Regions from separate parts of the Zea mays genome. Here region 2 is linked to region 1. The links are chromatin contacts, called in public Hi-C maps. All regions are on one chromosome and are shown on one strand. Each heading gives the region's core, a stretch centred on a gene start, on an enhancer-like site or on the middle of the called end of the contact. The rest is flanking DNA. Distances are from core to core; before and after follow the strand shown.

Evidence for each region. A called contact is a pair of places that touch in the nucleus more often than the background predicts.
Region 2: a Hi-C map of bundle sheath shows a contact between it and region 1, with 2.1 times the contacts expected there. The contact joins the promoter of LOC103637985 here to the promoter of LOC100278723 in region 1. A contact is called at or near these places in 4 of 25 Hi-C or Micro-C datasets (bundle sheath, ear, endosperm and 1 more).

Annotation. Positions count from the first base shown.
Region 1 is chr9:14,986,652-14,994,518 of Zm-B73-REFERENCE-NAM-5.0, forward strand. It overlaps LOC100278723, which reads left to right and starts at 3,100. Exons shown (of 8, transcript NM_001151907.2): 1 at 3,100-3,410; 2 at 4,985-5,068; 3 at 5,194-5,228; 4 at 5,357-5,465; 5 at 5,593-5,681; 6 at 6,151-6,250; 7 at 6,332-6,475; 8 at 6,565-6,892. The coding sequence starts at 3,183. The coding sequence ends at 6,642. It overlaps LOC103637982 (CHD3-type chromatin-remodeling factor PICKLE), which reads left to right. Exons shown (of 31, transcript XM_008660980.3): 28 at 64-204; 29 at 325-445; 30 at 684-748; 31 at 853-1,412. The coding sequence ends at 1,143.
Region 2 is chr9:15,311,424-15,319,290 of Zm-B73-REFERENCE-NAM-5.0, forward strand. It overlaps LOC103637985 (ethylene-responsive transcription factor ERF003), which reads right to left and starts at 3,570. Exons shown (of 2, transcript XM_008660984.2): 1 at 3,354-3,570; 2 at 2,459-3,235. The coding sequence starts at 3,436. The coding sequence ends at 2,809.

The sequences.
Region 1 (7,867 bases), core at 1,850-4,349:
ACTATGTCCCTTCCTCCAAATTTTGAAGTGTTGCATTTCTTATTTCTTCCATTCCTTTTCTAGGGGAATTTGGAAGGTGCACAGGAAGGCCAAGCGAACACAACAAGCATGTCGCATTACAAGGAGATCCAGAGAAAGATAGTTGAGTTCTTGAGAAAGAGATATCATCTTATGGAGAGAGCCTTGAATATGGAATATGCTGTGGTACGGTACTAGGCTTTTTTCCCTGAACAGGCATGCACTCAAAGCTCACATGGGAGTGCACAGTAGCTGTTCATGTAGTATCTTGCAGCATTTTTTAAAGCGTACCTTTTTCTCTTGCAGATAAAGAAAAAAATTCCTGTTCCTGATGATATTACTGAACAAGGTGTTCCAGCAGGACATGCTCCTTTTATTCCAGATATCAGTGAACTGTTGCGGGAATTGCCCAATCTTGAGCCAATTTGTAAGTGATCTCTTATTCCCTATATATATATATTCCTTCTCTCCACCTATGCAGGAAGAGACAGTCACATAGTGGCATAGAACATGCTGGGGCAGATGCTCACAATTTTTAATCATGTGTCATGCATGACTCTTGTCTTACTAAACTCTCTCTAAAGATGTGTTGTTGTTGACATATACTCTTGAGTCTTGAGGTTTGTTCATTTGTTTGTTTTGATAACTGGGATCCTCGTTTCCAGCTACCAATGAATTGGTTTCTGAGGGCACAGCTGGTCAGTTACAAGTTCCCCATCTCTACAATAAGGTGTGTAAGCGCAATGGCACACGTTTTCATGGGTCATGGGCGAACGCATCATTTGTTTTCCTCGAGTTAACATTATAACCAGACTGTGTACGTATGCTCTGCAGATGTGTGGAGTGCTTGAAGAGAGTGGTGCTTATGCGCTCAGTTCCTTCTTTGGAGACAAGTCCGCATCTTCTAGTTTGGCCAATAGCCTTCGACAGTTTGAAACTGTGTGCGAGAATGTCGTCGAGGCCTTGCGACCACACCAAAATGGTACTGGCAGTGCCATCAAAGAGGAATTGGTAGATGCAGCCACCAAAGCAGCAGCAGCAGCAGCTCCTCAACAAGATTCAGGCCATGATGCACCGCATGGGCAGTCTTCGACAGCCAAGGCGGACATGGAAATCGATGGTTGATTTGTAGGTTCCAGAGTGGTAAGAAAGGGAATCCCCCTCTAATCATTATGTATACTGTGGTCAGAATGTGCGCTATATATTGTAACATCAAAGAAAGCACCTCCAGGCCTGAGGGTGTTACTGCTAATGCGTTTGGTTTACTTGTTGTCCTTGTAATATGCATACACATTTAGAACTCATGCAGCCATTTTGTGTGCTCGAACCGGTGGATCGCTGCCCTGTTGTCTTGTACTGTGTTTAGGGCCTGTTTGGATACGAATGGTTAATTATAAGACGGGGCTAAAGATAAGTACGGATAAGTACGGATTAGCTATAGTTGGCTAGCTTGTTGGTTAACAATTAGCTAAACTTTGGCTAGCTAGATGGTAAACAATTAGTTAAAAGTTTAGCAAAAGAATTAGTTCACCTATTAACTCAGTTTGTTGCCTCCTTTTTATTATGCCAACTAATTTGCAGACCTGATGATAAATTCTCATCGATGATAATAATGATAAAATAGCAAATATCCCACTTGGCGGCGCCCCTGCCGTCGATTTCGTCGCTGGTCGAACCGTCTTTACCGCCAACGCAGCGGCGGCAAGCGGAGGTCCACAGGGCCGACGGATGCCCGCGGTTATATCGTCTGTGAAATCAACATCTACCAATCATAAGCGTGGCGGCTTCGAGATCGACTGGGACCATTGAATGATTGAATTTTTAAGCGTCACTCCATCGTCCTCATCCACATCACCCACGACATTGATGCCAACGTTAGATCAACTCCAAAAGAATGCTAAAAAGTTTCTTTTAAAAATGATTATTGAAGGCATTCTAATTTTTTTTAGAAGTGAGTTATAGCGTGTACTCCAACAGTTCCCTAAAGTATATAAAAAACCTGAAATCTGTCTATCTGTGATTTCAGGCTGATTTCTGTACAACAGAAACAAACAGATGAACCAACAGTATTATTGGCCAGACACAAGGAAAATCAAAACAAAAAAAGCATTTTATCCTTCGTTGTAGCCTGTAGGCGTTCTGCTCCAATTTCCCGTACGTGGAACAAACAAATCAAAGAATTTCATTCTCTCTCCTACTTCCAGGCGTTCTGCTCTTGCTACTCGTGGCTGGCAGCCTGGCGCCGTGTGCGCGCGGCGAAATACGCGGGAGCCTGTGCGTGCGGAGGGCGGACAGATTGGGGACTGGGGAGGGATACATGACGCGAAAATATACGGGAGAAGATGATGGGACGAGGGACGCCAAATTTTTAGTGAAAGGACGAGGGAGCTGAACAAGAAAGACCAGTTTTCCTTCCTAATAAGGCCTTGTTCGTTTCTGTTGGATTGGTGGGTCGGAATAATTCCTAACCGGATTGTTTTTCTAATTTATATAAACTTTGATTGAGTGGAACGAATCCGGGTGCAATCCGACACAAACGAACAAGGCCTAATGGTTTTGGGTTGATTTACATCTTTTAAAGTTTCTCTTAGTCTCCGTCATTTCAGCTTGGATCTGAGGTTCTCTCTAACCATTGTCCCCATACATTCGTTTATCTATACTTTCTAATATATTTCACTCTTTCTCTAAAAGATTTTTCTCTTTTACTTAGTTTATCTTAAACATTTTTCTCTATACAACTTCCCCTATATTAATTAACATACATATTTACCATTTTTGACTTTTTTAAAAAATCATAATATTGCCATAGTGCACATTATTATTATATCATAGGGCATAATTAAAATTAAAAACGATATAATTAACCTGTAAAAGAGACAAATACATTTTTAGTTATCTACTGGAAATTGTAGCCCTATTGGTGGGGAAATTGTAGCCCCATACCTAGAGGTGGCAATAAACTCAATATCTTAGACTACAAATAATCAAATTGGATTCTATTTCTATTTATTTATGAACTAAAAGTAATTAAAAACTCAAACAAATTATAAAACGACATTTGGATCGTGATCTACCACGCCTACCCGTACGTGCGGTCAGAGAGCTATCTGGGGTGGCATTGGAGTTGGAGCCGGCCTGACAGCACCAGAGAGAGGGTTGCCGACATGGGAGAAGCGGCAGACCGCGAGCGGCCGCCGTGGCGCTGCACGGTAGCCGTGCAGGCCGCGCTCTGCCTCGCGCTCTACGCGGCCTTCAGCCTCGGCGAGCCGCAGCTCATCCCGCGGGGCGGGGTGGACGCACTCGGGCGGGGCGCGCGCGGCGGCGGCGTCGCCTTCCTCAGCGTCGCTGGCGGCGCGCGCGGACCCATCGACCAGGAGAGGCTCCTGAGGCAGGTGCGCGCGTTTCGCACTCACCCACCCACCTCCACACCCTATAGGTCCGGGATCTCTTCTGCTTCACAGTTCACACGCGCCTTCCGGCGCCTGGTTCTGCTCTCCTCGTGGAGTGGTGTTCTTCATTTGGTTTCCCCTGTTTGCGACCTGGCATTGTCCCCTTCCCCATTGCTTCGTGATGCGCAGGATTTTCTTAGAGGCGCTCTTGTCGACCTCACCTCGTCCCCACTTCGCGTTGGCAATTGGCATGGTCGTTTGTGTGGTTGCAGCTCGCACACGCGTGAAACATGGTCTCGTTCACCACGGTAGCCTTCTTATACAACGCATCACACTATCCGACTCAGTCACAGGACCGAGACGACATCATACTCGTGTCTTAATCGGGGCGCAACAACCCGTTCGTTACGGCTTTCATTCGTACCGTTTAAACAAATAGAGATGATGTTTGTCGTACTTATCGCTCACACTGTCACACACACCAAGATTTGATCATCTCTCCACGGCTAGTGAAGGAATGGCTGCCGCCATCGTCTTCATCGCGTCCGAACGCCACAATCCGACTCCCATAACCGCTACTCCTAATCGCGAAGGTATACCTCTGTTTTACGTTTTCTAGTGACTAAGTTACGAGCTAAGTTCATAGACTATTAACAGTGGTACTAGAGCCAATAATAGTGTTCTTTCCTTTTATTTATTTTATTTTCTGTATTTCCTTTAAGTTGGGCAAGGTTTTAAGCTTGAGTTCAAAGTTTTAAGAATGTTTTTTCCCTGCAAGAATTTTTTTTCTTCTCAATTTCGTCGTACCTTCTTGCCTCCTACACACTAAGATCCAATCTCTCTGTGGTCTCCCAATCCTAAAGATATATCATCCGATCTATTTATTGTCTAGTGGTTAGGACGTTAGGTTACGGGTTAAGGTCGTAGATTGCTAACATAGTGCTCAGTAAATCTTGCACGGAACATGTTGAGTGCGCAACGGTTGAACCATGGAATTAAATTCAGAAATGACTCCCCTCATTCTGACAACGATTTGCTCACGTAGTTGCGTGTCCTGTTCTTCTGACCAGCCATGCGTTTCCACAGGTTCTACCGTAATAGATGTCAGGTTTGATGGCCTACACATGCCTGATCCAAGATTGGTATTACTATATAACCATGTCATTGGACTTACCTGGATCCGGCACATGCATATGTTCTTCCCGATGAGGCACACGTGCCTCCTGATAATGCTTTCACTGCAATAAGCACTGACCTGTCCCGAACTGCATTCTTGTATAGTGATCGTGCCCCACCAATCTTCTCCGTAATTCCGTATGTATCAGTTAACGCTACACAAGTACACAAGTTAGTTCTGATTTTCCACTAGCCCGTTTGGCATATTTTTGCCGCTGATCGATGCAAAAGTCTGTCTTTGGTGTTCCTTGGAAATGTCAGGTTGTTTGTGACTCTATTGATCCACAATCTAGCCTTTTTTTCCTCTTTCATGGCATTAAAAAATGCACCAAGGAAGAATGTATATTTTCTACAATCATTTCTCGGTTTGCCTTTTTGATAAAAAACCGTTATCTATGAAGATGGAGACCACAGCAAAGCTTTATGAAGTCAAGTTCGTGCTGGATGTTACTCAACTGGGAGCGGATGATCCACTCTGGCAAAATGTATGTATTTAGTGATAATAATGTTGGTCTCATGTGTAATATTACTTGTGCATTACCATTGTAACATTAAGTGAATCAAATTCTCAGCTCTATGGTTTGTTTGTTTGTTTGTTTCCTATTTTTAGGGTTCCATGTACTTCCAGGCTCTGAACATCCCGTGGTAAGCTAGTAGTTCCTGGTTCACACATGTAAACTGACTTAATAGTAAGGAAAATGTAGCTCAATAGTTCGCTGTACTGCCCAAGGTTTGCCCTCTTCTGTGTATACATTAAATTTCTTCTCCATAAGGTACTCCACTTCATCACATGGGCGGACGGTTGGTAACTTTTTGAAGAAAGTGAAGATGCCCTACGATCAGGTTCTAGATATTATTGGTCTGGGCACATGGCCTCTGCAGGTATTAAATCTTGAGCACCTTTGAGTTCATTGTAGCAGGCAACCTATCTGATAAACAGCAGCACATCACCTTACATACGCCGGCAATTATGGATTCTTATACATTGATTTGTGACTGTTTTTACAAGGAACCTCTACATGGTGGCAGGATAAGCACTTCTTACAAGGGACAAATTAAATGGTTGGATCGATTACTAGCACTCACTGAAAGCAATTGGTAAGTGCTTACTAGCACTTGTCCCTGTGTTTGTGCAAACTCTTTGTATTGTTATTGGATATGCTAGTTTTTTTAGATAATGGGAATTGAAAGTTCCCGACTTTTGTCTCAAAGAGACTACAGCCGATTTATTACAAACTCAGACAACATAATATAGAGCTGAGAAACGAAACTAGAGACAAAGCCTAAATGCAGATCCCCATCCATGATGTCTAAAAATATGCATCACCAATTCTTCCAAACTACAACATGCCTTGTTTAAAGAGATGCACTGAGTTAGCGGGACTGAGTTAGCATTGTATAGTTTAGTATTGAAGAATGAAGGTACCTTGAGAAACTTTAAACATCCATAAGAAATAGTAAAATAACCCTGTTTAGTTGAATTTATGCCTTCATGCTGCATATGGAGATTTATGCATGTGTTACTGTCTGTAACCATAATGCTCACATTCTTTTTGTTTTAAAAAAGGAAAATAGTTGTTGGATATAATCCATTACTTGTTTGCAATGGGAAAGAAACAACAAAGCTCGATGTGCCATTTCAACATATTTTTGCAAAATATGAAGTGGTAACTTCTGTCCTCTTCATTGATCGCCTTTTTTCCTTTAAATTAATGATTGCTAGTACTTAGTTCCCTCTATACATATAGAATGCATACATAAGCATGGGCGGGTCTTGTGGCTACTTCCATCGAGACAACTCGATACTGTACATTGGACACCCCAGGAGCCCTGGTGGTGCCCAAACAAGTGTAGATGGTTTTTTCTTGCACAGAGTTAGACCCCTCGAGATGGTGAGTTCATGACTCTACGCGACGCTTTCCCTTCTTTATCCCAATATCAGTACGAAACAACTAAATTTCCATTTGGCAAAATGTGGCAGGAGTCAATGTTGATAAATGTAGAAGGCAAGCTAGTTCAGAGATCTGATGTTCAGCAGCATGGAACGGGAGCCATGTGAACCTCACAACTTTCAGTTTCTGTTCCATTATGTCGTAGCGCCGAACAAAGGCGTGACATAATGTTGTGTTGTATTGTATTCATTCAGTTTAAAAAAAGCTGCATTAGATTTTTGTCATTTTGCCTGTTTCAACATGTTTGAGTTTGTAGGTAGTCTTTATCATTATTTACAAACATACAAGAGTTCACTATCACATGCAGAGTGCTGCCCAAGCAGGGACGAGAAGTTAGTTAATACATTACTTTTCTTTATCTGCTGGTTCTGTGCCAGTTGATCTCTCAACCGATACAGTCCGATTTTGTTTCAGAAATTTTAGATGATGGTTGCAAGGCTGTAACTATCGTTTTGATGATTCCTACGGCCCACTACATTTCATTTTATCTTTTACAAAAACTAAATTCAGAACTCAGAAAGATACGGTTGGTGGTATAGCAGTTTCTTTGGAGACTTGCTGACTGACAAAGAGTCTGTGAAATTGTGAATTCGCAGCTCCAAAGGTGGCTTTGGCTATCGCTTGGTTTTAATCTGTATCGGCTTCTACTGTTTTGTCTCTATGAATTGCAGCTCTAGCAGTCCGAACAGCTGGATTTAATATGGAAATTTATATCCTGCAGGGTAAAACAATAATGTTCATTCATCAAATCATAGAGCATACTGGTACAAGGAGCTGGGAGCATAGTCCATCTGATACTCTTGTGAAATCATAATACCCCGAAGCCCAGCAATAGCATCAACTTGTTCTAAATAAGAATAATATCAACTCAACAAGCACATGCGACAAAGTTGGTCACAATAGAGTTTCAGCAAATAAAAAAACTGATTTGAGAAACATAAGCGGTGTCTTTAAAGCTCCTATACTCATGCAAACACAGTTACACGGGAACTAATTGTTACCTAGAGGAAGGTGAATAGACAACGTTTGAAATTTCACAACTTAAAACAAACTTGAATCCTAAATTATATATTAGCTCAAAAACTAATCCAAAAGAGTAAGGAAAGGCCGAAGTTCTTGCACTTGATGCTCTTTTAAATTGTGGAATTAATTCAAAAGCAATATCACAAATGAAGATCTAGCAAGAACTTAGAGCGAGAGAGAGAGAGGAAGAACAAATTACAGAAAGTAAAGAACACAAGATACAACAATTTGTTTCCCATGTTCAGCTTCGAAGAGCCTACGTCCCCATTGAGGAGTTCCACCAGAGTCAGCCTCTTTCGATCTTCCCAA
Region 2 (7,867 bases), core at 2,320-4,819, 330 kb after region 1:
AGGTCTAAATCTACTATATCTTTTGGATTCTATATTATATGTCTAACCATACGTATGTATGTATGTATGTATGCTTCTAATACATCGAACATAGCCTGTGTCGTCTGAACTGGGAGACAGCCCAAGAAGGAGTGCTGGGGCCTCGAAGCCCAATCGAGGATTTTGATGGGCAGCGAGTGGACTCACTAGGCGTTTGTTGGGCACGCTGTGTGGGTTAAGGTTTCAAAGGGTTGTAATAAGCAAGTAGGACGAGAACGAGTTGATTCTGAGTAAGGCCTTGTTCGTTTCTGTCAGATTGGTAGATCGAAACGATTCCTAGCAGGATTGTTTCTCTAATTTATATAAACTTTGATTAGCTGGAACGATTCCGGGTGCAATCCGATGTAAACGAACAAGGCCTAATATGTATCAGCAACGGAGCTGTGTTAACTCTAACCTGTCCTTGTGAAGTTCTTGTCGCTCACGATTCTGGCCTTCTGCTCCCTTGCTCTGCTCTGTTGCTTCCCCCACTCAATTGGTTACATTGTTAAACCGAACCACTGGAAGCTCGGCCTGGCTCGCAAGCCTAAGCCTATTTTGGACTGGTTGGTCGAGCGAGCTGAGAGGAATCGAGCCTTCGTTGGTCAAACAAGATGAGCCGACTCAAGCTTAGAGATGGCAATGGGTATCCAAAACCCGAATATCCGACGGGTTTTATCCGATATGAAGGCGGGTACGGGATGATTTCTCTACCCGCGGGTATGTTAATGGGTAAAAACCTCTACCCGTTGGGTAGACGGGTACGGGTTGGAACTACCCATACCCGTCTACCCATGGGTAAAATATATCCGCATCAATACAACTATAACCATCTAATAGAGTCTATCTTAGCTAAAATAAAACCCTTCTCTAGCTATCATTTGTCTAGATACAAAGTTATGTAATCATATGATTTGTTATATGTGAAGTTGAAGTTGTTTTTATATGTTTATTTAATATTTTGAGTGATTGGTATATTAAAATTTAAGACTTTCCTAGCGGGTACGATTTACCCGACGGGTAAATACCCGCGCGGGTACGAGTAAGATTTTATACCCGCGAGTATATATGGGTAACCCGACGGGTAGAATTTTGTTTGATAGGTACGGGTATGAAATGGTACTACCCGACGGGTATATACCCGTTGCCATCCCTACTCAAGCTGTGCCAACTATACTGATTTAATCAATCTGCATAATCATAATAGAGCATTGATTCATTTCTTGATAGTGGATACATGACAATTCAAATTTTACATTCCTCATAATATTAAATAATGATTCTATATTTTATATTTAAATATTATTTATTTAATATATGATGAAATTATATTTATAAAGGTGTGGCTCGCAAGCAGTAACTGTGCCAAACAAAGCTCTAGTATTAATATGTGTGAATCCTTTTGGAACTTCATTGTCTAGTTGTATCATGTTTTGTTTAATTGTTTTTTAAAATGTTCAATTATATTATATATAAATATATCAATATCATTTATATTCGTGGTTCCAAAAAAATATTGTACTCGTACCCTGGCTCCTACAGTAAGCATACCCGTCAGGCCGTCACTGTCACAGCCGCAAAAGTGCGCGGATTCTTTTGAAGGCTGACGACGTCTCTTGCGTCGCAAGTCCGAAGGCCAAAGGCCAGAGGCCAGGCGGGGCAGACAGCGGCATGATTGGGCGAGGCGCATGGGGCGGCACATGCCATGACGAGCTGAGGCTGTGCGCATGGATGAACATAGAGTAACACTTGGAGTAAAAATCTTCTGCAGCCGCTTACTGGATGTCGTGCGCTACCATCGAGTAGACCTGTCCAAACGCTAAATACAGCGCATCCCGCTCGCATGCGCTAAAACGAGACGGGGTGCATGGCTCCGCGCGTCACTAGGTGAATGGTCTATCCACTGACGATGGATTTTTTTGGGGATAAAAAAGTGTGGGAAAAATGATAAAATATTTGGTAGTTGGTATAGGGTAGATATTTAGGGTAAATATGAACGCGGAGTATTATAGGATAGAGTAGAGAATCTCGCTGACCAGGATGAAATATTCCTTTTAGAGTAGAAATTTAGGGTTTCATGAGTGCGGATAGCCTGAATCCTCGCCTAGATACATACTACTCCATCAATCAATCAGCAGCAGAGCAGCCATTACTGCCATCGATGACGCACTGCGCCTCAGCAGATTGCTGCGAGCCTACGGTTCGCATCGCAGCACCGCCCCCCTGCCCTGCCATTGCCATGCCGCGGGCGCACGCAGCTGAATTCATCGCCTGTAGTACTTAGCTTACTACGCAGAGGATTCATGCAGCGCAGCGCAACGCGGTGCGGACCTCATGGATTTTCGTCAGGATCGGGCGCCAGACGAGCCATTAATCGCGCAGCAGCATTTGTGGTCAATGCGGCAGCATTGTTATCCAAAGTAACCTCGAGTCAGACATGTGCGCTCAGCCCAGTACCACTTCCAAGTTTCCAACAATGGCGGTAGGAAAAAAATGGAGTCCAATCCAACTCTTTTATGCTCTGGCGATGCTACCGTATACTACACATCAGGTTGCTCAAGAACCAACTCGTCTGGCCAACAGGCCAAGGTAACCTCGAGTCACTCCTGGCATGGCTAATGATACTACTAATACTAAGTAACTCACTGCACTGCACTTCGTTCCCTACCTGACCGACGAAACCAAACAGAGAAATGAGATGAGAATTGAGATGGGATGAGACGGAGCAGAGGAGGCGGGGGCCGCGGGATGACGCGTCGTGCTCGTGCGCGTGCGCGCGCAGGCGCGCAGCTAGTAGGAGATCTCCATGGAGAAGTTGGAGTCCAGAAGCTCCTCGATCATCTGGTCCACGTACTGCTCCTCAAGCAGCCCGCCGCTCCAGTCCCCCGCCGCCGACGCCGACGGCGACGGCGAGGCGGAGATCCCCATGCCGGCAGGCACTGCCGCCGCGACGCGCGGGAGCGCGGCGGCGGCTGCTGCCGAGGCGTCGGCCTTGCCCTGCGCCGCCTGAGCGGACGCGAGGTTGGAGCGGTGAAGCTTGGCGACGAGCGCGGGGGAGAGGAGCGACGGCGCGGCCTGCTGCTGCTGCCCGTCGCCGCCTGCGTCCTCGGGGAAGTTGGTGCGCACGCGGGAGCCGCACATGATGCGCGCCGCCTCGTCGTAGGCGCGCGCCGCGTCCTCGGCCGTCTCGAAGGTGCCCAGCCAGATCCTCGTCTTCCTGCACGCACCCACGCACAGAGAACACGCCGCCGCCGTTGTCAGCCCGCCGCTCACGCCAAGAATCGATGAGTATAATAAGTCCGGTCCAGTCGAGGAGCACGTGTTACGTTACGCACAGGAGGGGGTGGCGGATCTCCGAGACCCAGGAGCCCCAGTGGCGTTGCCGCACGCCGCGGTACCGTTGCTGTGGCCGCGCCATTGGAGACGGACAGATGGTGGTGCCGCTGCTCGCTCCGATCCGAGGGGGGCAGCTGCTCTGGCTCTGGCCTCTGCGTCCGTTGTGTGCGCGACAGGGAGCTGACGAGCGAGCGAAGCGAAGCGGTTTGGTGCGGCGAGCTCTCTCAGAGCCTTTAAATAGGGAAAGCTTCCAAGTGGGGCCAGCTGTGCTTCAAGTGCAGGCTGTTTGACTGACTGTGGGCCCAGCATAGGTTGAGCATCCTTTACTTCTGTCTGTCTCCTGGGTCCCGGCCAGCCGCAAAGCATGCACAGGGGACAAGGTGTCCACTGGCGGGCAAAGATCTTCGTAATAAATGGATGACGTCGCCGTCATAATGTCATATTATTTCCGGCCACCTCGTCAAGAGTAGTAGGGATGAATACCTATTTGGTATCAATTTTTTTTTATCTTTTTCTTTGGTAGTGAATAAAAATGATATAGAATCTACTATATAAATTAATATTTTTGATTTTAACATTGAGCTTGTAAATATTTATAAAAGACAAACCTTAAATTTATCACATATCTTCTCAAATGATAAATATAACATTCGGATTCCATTCAAATATGGATACGAATACTTTTATCTTTTTTGTTTTATCTTTTTGTTGTATAGAGCAAATAATATATAAAACAATTTATGCAAAAAATTATTCTTATATGTTATAATGCGATTAGCATCAAATTTCATACATATCTATTTTAAAATATTAGATTTATCTTAAAAGTTCGGATACCCGCTTTCACCCCTAATCAAGAGAGATAAAATAAAATATTCATTCTCAATACAAAGTTTTGCTTCATGGTTTATAGACTACCATGTCAATTAAATATTGCATCAAGCGGAATAGACACACAAGGGAAAATAGAAAGATGAATCAGTATATGCAACGATGGTAGTGGTGGATAATTTTCACCGAATGTTATGACAGTGTATAAAATAGGATTCCGAGGAGCTCAATAAAAAACTGAATCTAACCCCAAGGTTTAACCTTTTGTAGATCCAGATTTGGTGGAGAGCTAGAGCATTCAAACATTTTAGAGCTAGTTTGGACTCTTAAATCCCCTCTGGGATTCACGGGGATTGAGTAGAAAAGAAAATTAGCTCATTTCCCACGCGATCTCCAGGAATCCCAGAGGGGATTTAAGTTTCCAAACTAGCTCTTATAAAGTTATTTTTATTGCGTCTAGAGTTGGGAAACTGTTCCAAACCTGCCCAAAGTAGGCGATGTAAAAACTACTTCAATCTCTTGTTCTGGTGTATCGAAAGAATATTCCTACATGTGTCTCGAGGGAGTAATCATACTCTTTTTAAATAACAGAAAAGTTCTGGCTTCAAAACTCTTCAAAAAAGGCATCAATCACCAAATTTATAACTCAAATGGCAAATAAAAGAGAGTAACATTGCAGACAATACAAAATCTAAAACATCGCCCATGAGAAGACGAAAAAAGTCCATTGATCTAGTTTCATGAAATTGATATGCAGGGAAACCAATCCATATGGTCATAAATGCATTGCAACAGAATACAAAATCAAAGTTAGTGTGCTTTCTGAAAAGTATACGCAAATAAGTGTTTGTTTGGCCATTATTGAACACAGTTATTCCTTCTAAGCCAAGTTATCTAGCAAAATGTGGCCCTTGTCTATAACAAAAATATAAGTCTTTAGTCTCCTTGCTTAGACCAGGAATAAAACAAATGATTTGTACAATGTGAATGTTGAATGTCTAAAAGTAGTGCACAACACACCACAAGGCTTTGGCATAATGACATGCAAAAAAGATGTTGGGTAGTCGCTAACTCACTATAAAAGTAGCACAAGGCTTTGGCATGATGACATGTAAAAAAGATGTTGGTAGTCGCTAACTTACTATAAAAGTAGCACATTTTACTATCATTACAATTTCTGATAGCCAAAAAATATCTTTAGTAAGGATGATCCCTCTTTGAAAGTACCATTACAATGTTTATTTCGAGAGGTATTTTCATATACCAAAATTCCTATAGAACCTTAACACCATATATTATTGACAAGATAGTTGTACATAGGTTTGACTATAAAAATACCATCTTTATGGAGACCCTAGACAAATGGACTAAAGCCCTCGTCCTGATTAATAAAAGCCGCACAAGCAACACCATTATGTTAGCTAGTTATCATGTTCTCCATTAAAGATCTTCTAAGGGAGATGTTAAGAGGACTTGAACTAAGCACTTCTATCATTATATGTTTTCGACGAATAGTATTGAGTAAATGTAGGTATATGATCGAAATTTAAAGCTTTTGTACCTTACCACTTGTCTTTCTCAAACCTAATATGATGTCCACTCTATGGACTGAGACATAACAATAGCGCAACTACATCTAAGTGCTTGTTTGGCGTAGCTCCTAAAGGAACTTCGAGTATGAATCTAGGTAGGGCTCTAGGCTCTTCCATATAGGTATTTACTAAGAATTGATTCTATGCTCATTGTATGGATCTTTTTGAAACGTTATCGAGGGTTAAGAGCTAGAAAACAACTTCTTCTGATCCATTCCATAGGTAGAGTCATTCTATGTATAGATTTTATATTAGAGAATTATATATAGAGAAAATTATTTGTCGTCAGACATTCGCTTCTTTCGTATAATCAACTTTGTAAAGCATCTATCTCCACGTTATGCAAGTATCCTAGTTACTATGTGTTTGGTTTGATGTCAAAGTAGGATGAGACAGAAGCGACACCGTTCCCTCTATTTTTTGGGGCCGCCACCACAAAAAATTGACCCAGTGTTCACCTCGGAACCGCGTGACTCTCATCTAAACAATATAAAAAATATAGTCACTCCTTTCATCCATACTTTCTTGTACGTCCAACCAAACACACCGTTAGTTTATGCAAGTAAGATCACAAACTCACGCCCCACCGGCCTCCGATTGGGGACTCAGTATGGCTGTGAAGACGATGACGCTGAAAAATCACCTCCATCCATTGAGCACACCTACATCGTACAGCTCCGTTGTCATCACCCATGGGAAAAGCAAGCCTGCGCTGCGCCTTAGGAAGAGCAGACGATGGATGATATGATATGGAACAATGGAAGGCAAGGCAAGGCAAAGACCACGCCACACTATTCAAGTGCATGCCTGCCTGCCGCTGACGAGGCAAGCATACCACCACCACCACCTCTGCCGCTGCAAATCCCGCATGCATGTGTGGCTGGCATGCCATCATAGGCCGGCCTTCGTGCATGCACCGTATCCACCACACGATCTCGGTTCGTCCCGTCTCTAGCTTGGACGCTAGCGTTAGTGAGTGTACGTACTACTGCCAGGCAATCGGGATTCTACAAGTGGTGGGTTGCATCAGCTATGTATGCAAAAATGGTCCACTGGGTTCAGGCTTTCAGATCCATGCTGACATGTATCTGTTGTCACACACTAGTGTTATGCTCTTTTTTTTTCATGTGTACTACAAGCTGCTGGTCCACTGGTCTGATCCAGATACAGGATGTTTCAGGAAGCGTCCGGACTGGTGTACATGTCATGTTCTGAAGAAGCATTGCATTGGGGCCTTGGGAGATCATTGCAGCAGGCAGGGGTTGTCGTGTGCTTCCTTCCTTTGGACTGGAGAAGGTCATGGGCTCATATAGCAGATAAACTGTTGAGGCCATATGGATAGTAGGGTTCCTGTAGACTGTAGTAGTAGTGCTTTCAGGTAGGCAAGCAATGTTGGTGGTAATAAGCATGAATATTTAGTCCAATCGTAGAAAAGGATCTTGCCAGTTTTTTTTTACTTTTTTTTTAGTAAAGAGTTGTTGCCAATATATTCCGTAGGCTGATAGGCCTGTTTGTGCTCACGCTGATTTTTGTACTCATATACATTATATATACAGTGACAACTTCCGATTGGTTGGAGTACTAAACTATGTAAAGAGACTAGCTACATGCATGAATCTCAAAAGAAACTAGCTACATGCATGAATCTAAAAAAAATATGGGCATACATAGACTTGCTGGCATTTTGGTAGGGAGTAGGGACATTAATCTGGCTACCTCAGAACATGATCACACATGATATCCAGACAAAAAAAAAAACTGCATATATATGTCTATCTACCAGCATAAATAAAAAGTTTCTTTCTTGAACAAAGGGCACTACTAGCTGGTAAGTAGAATGCTGAAATGAACAAAATGGGATGTTTTTTTATTCTTAATCATTTTTTTCTTCGAATTTTAGTTTAAAAATAATCTATGTCATTTTCTGTTTATATTCCCAACCCTTTTGGTTATGTTAAATACCATGGGGTAGCCAAAACATATTGTAACGCCACGTGCATTGACACGACACGATCCATCATGACCCACAACACTTTCTAGCTAGAAAGTCTTGGCGCGCCACTCTCTTTGGCACCACAACAATGTAGTGC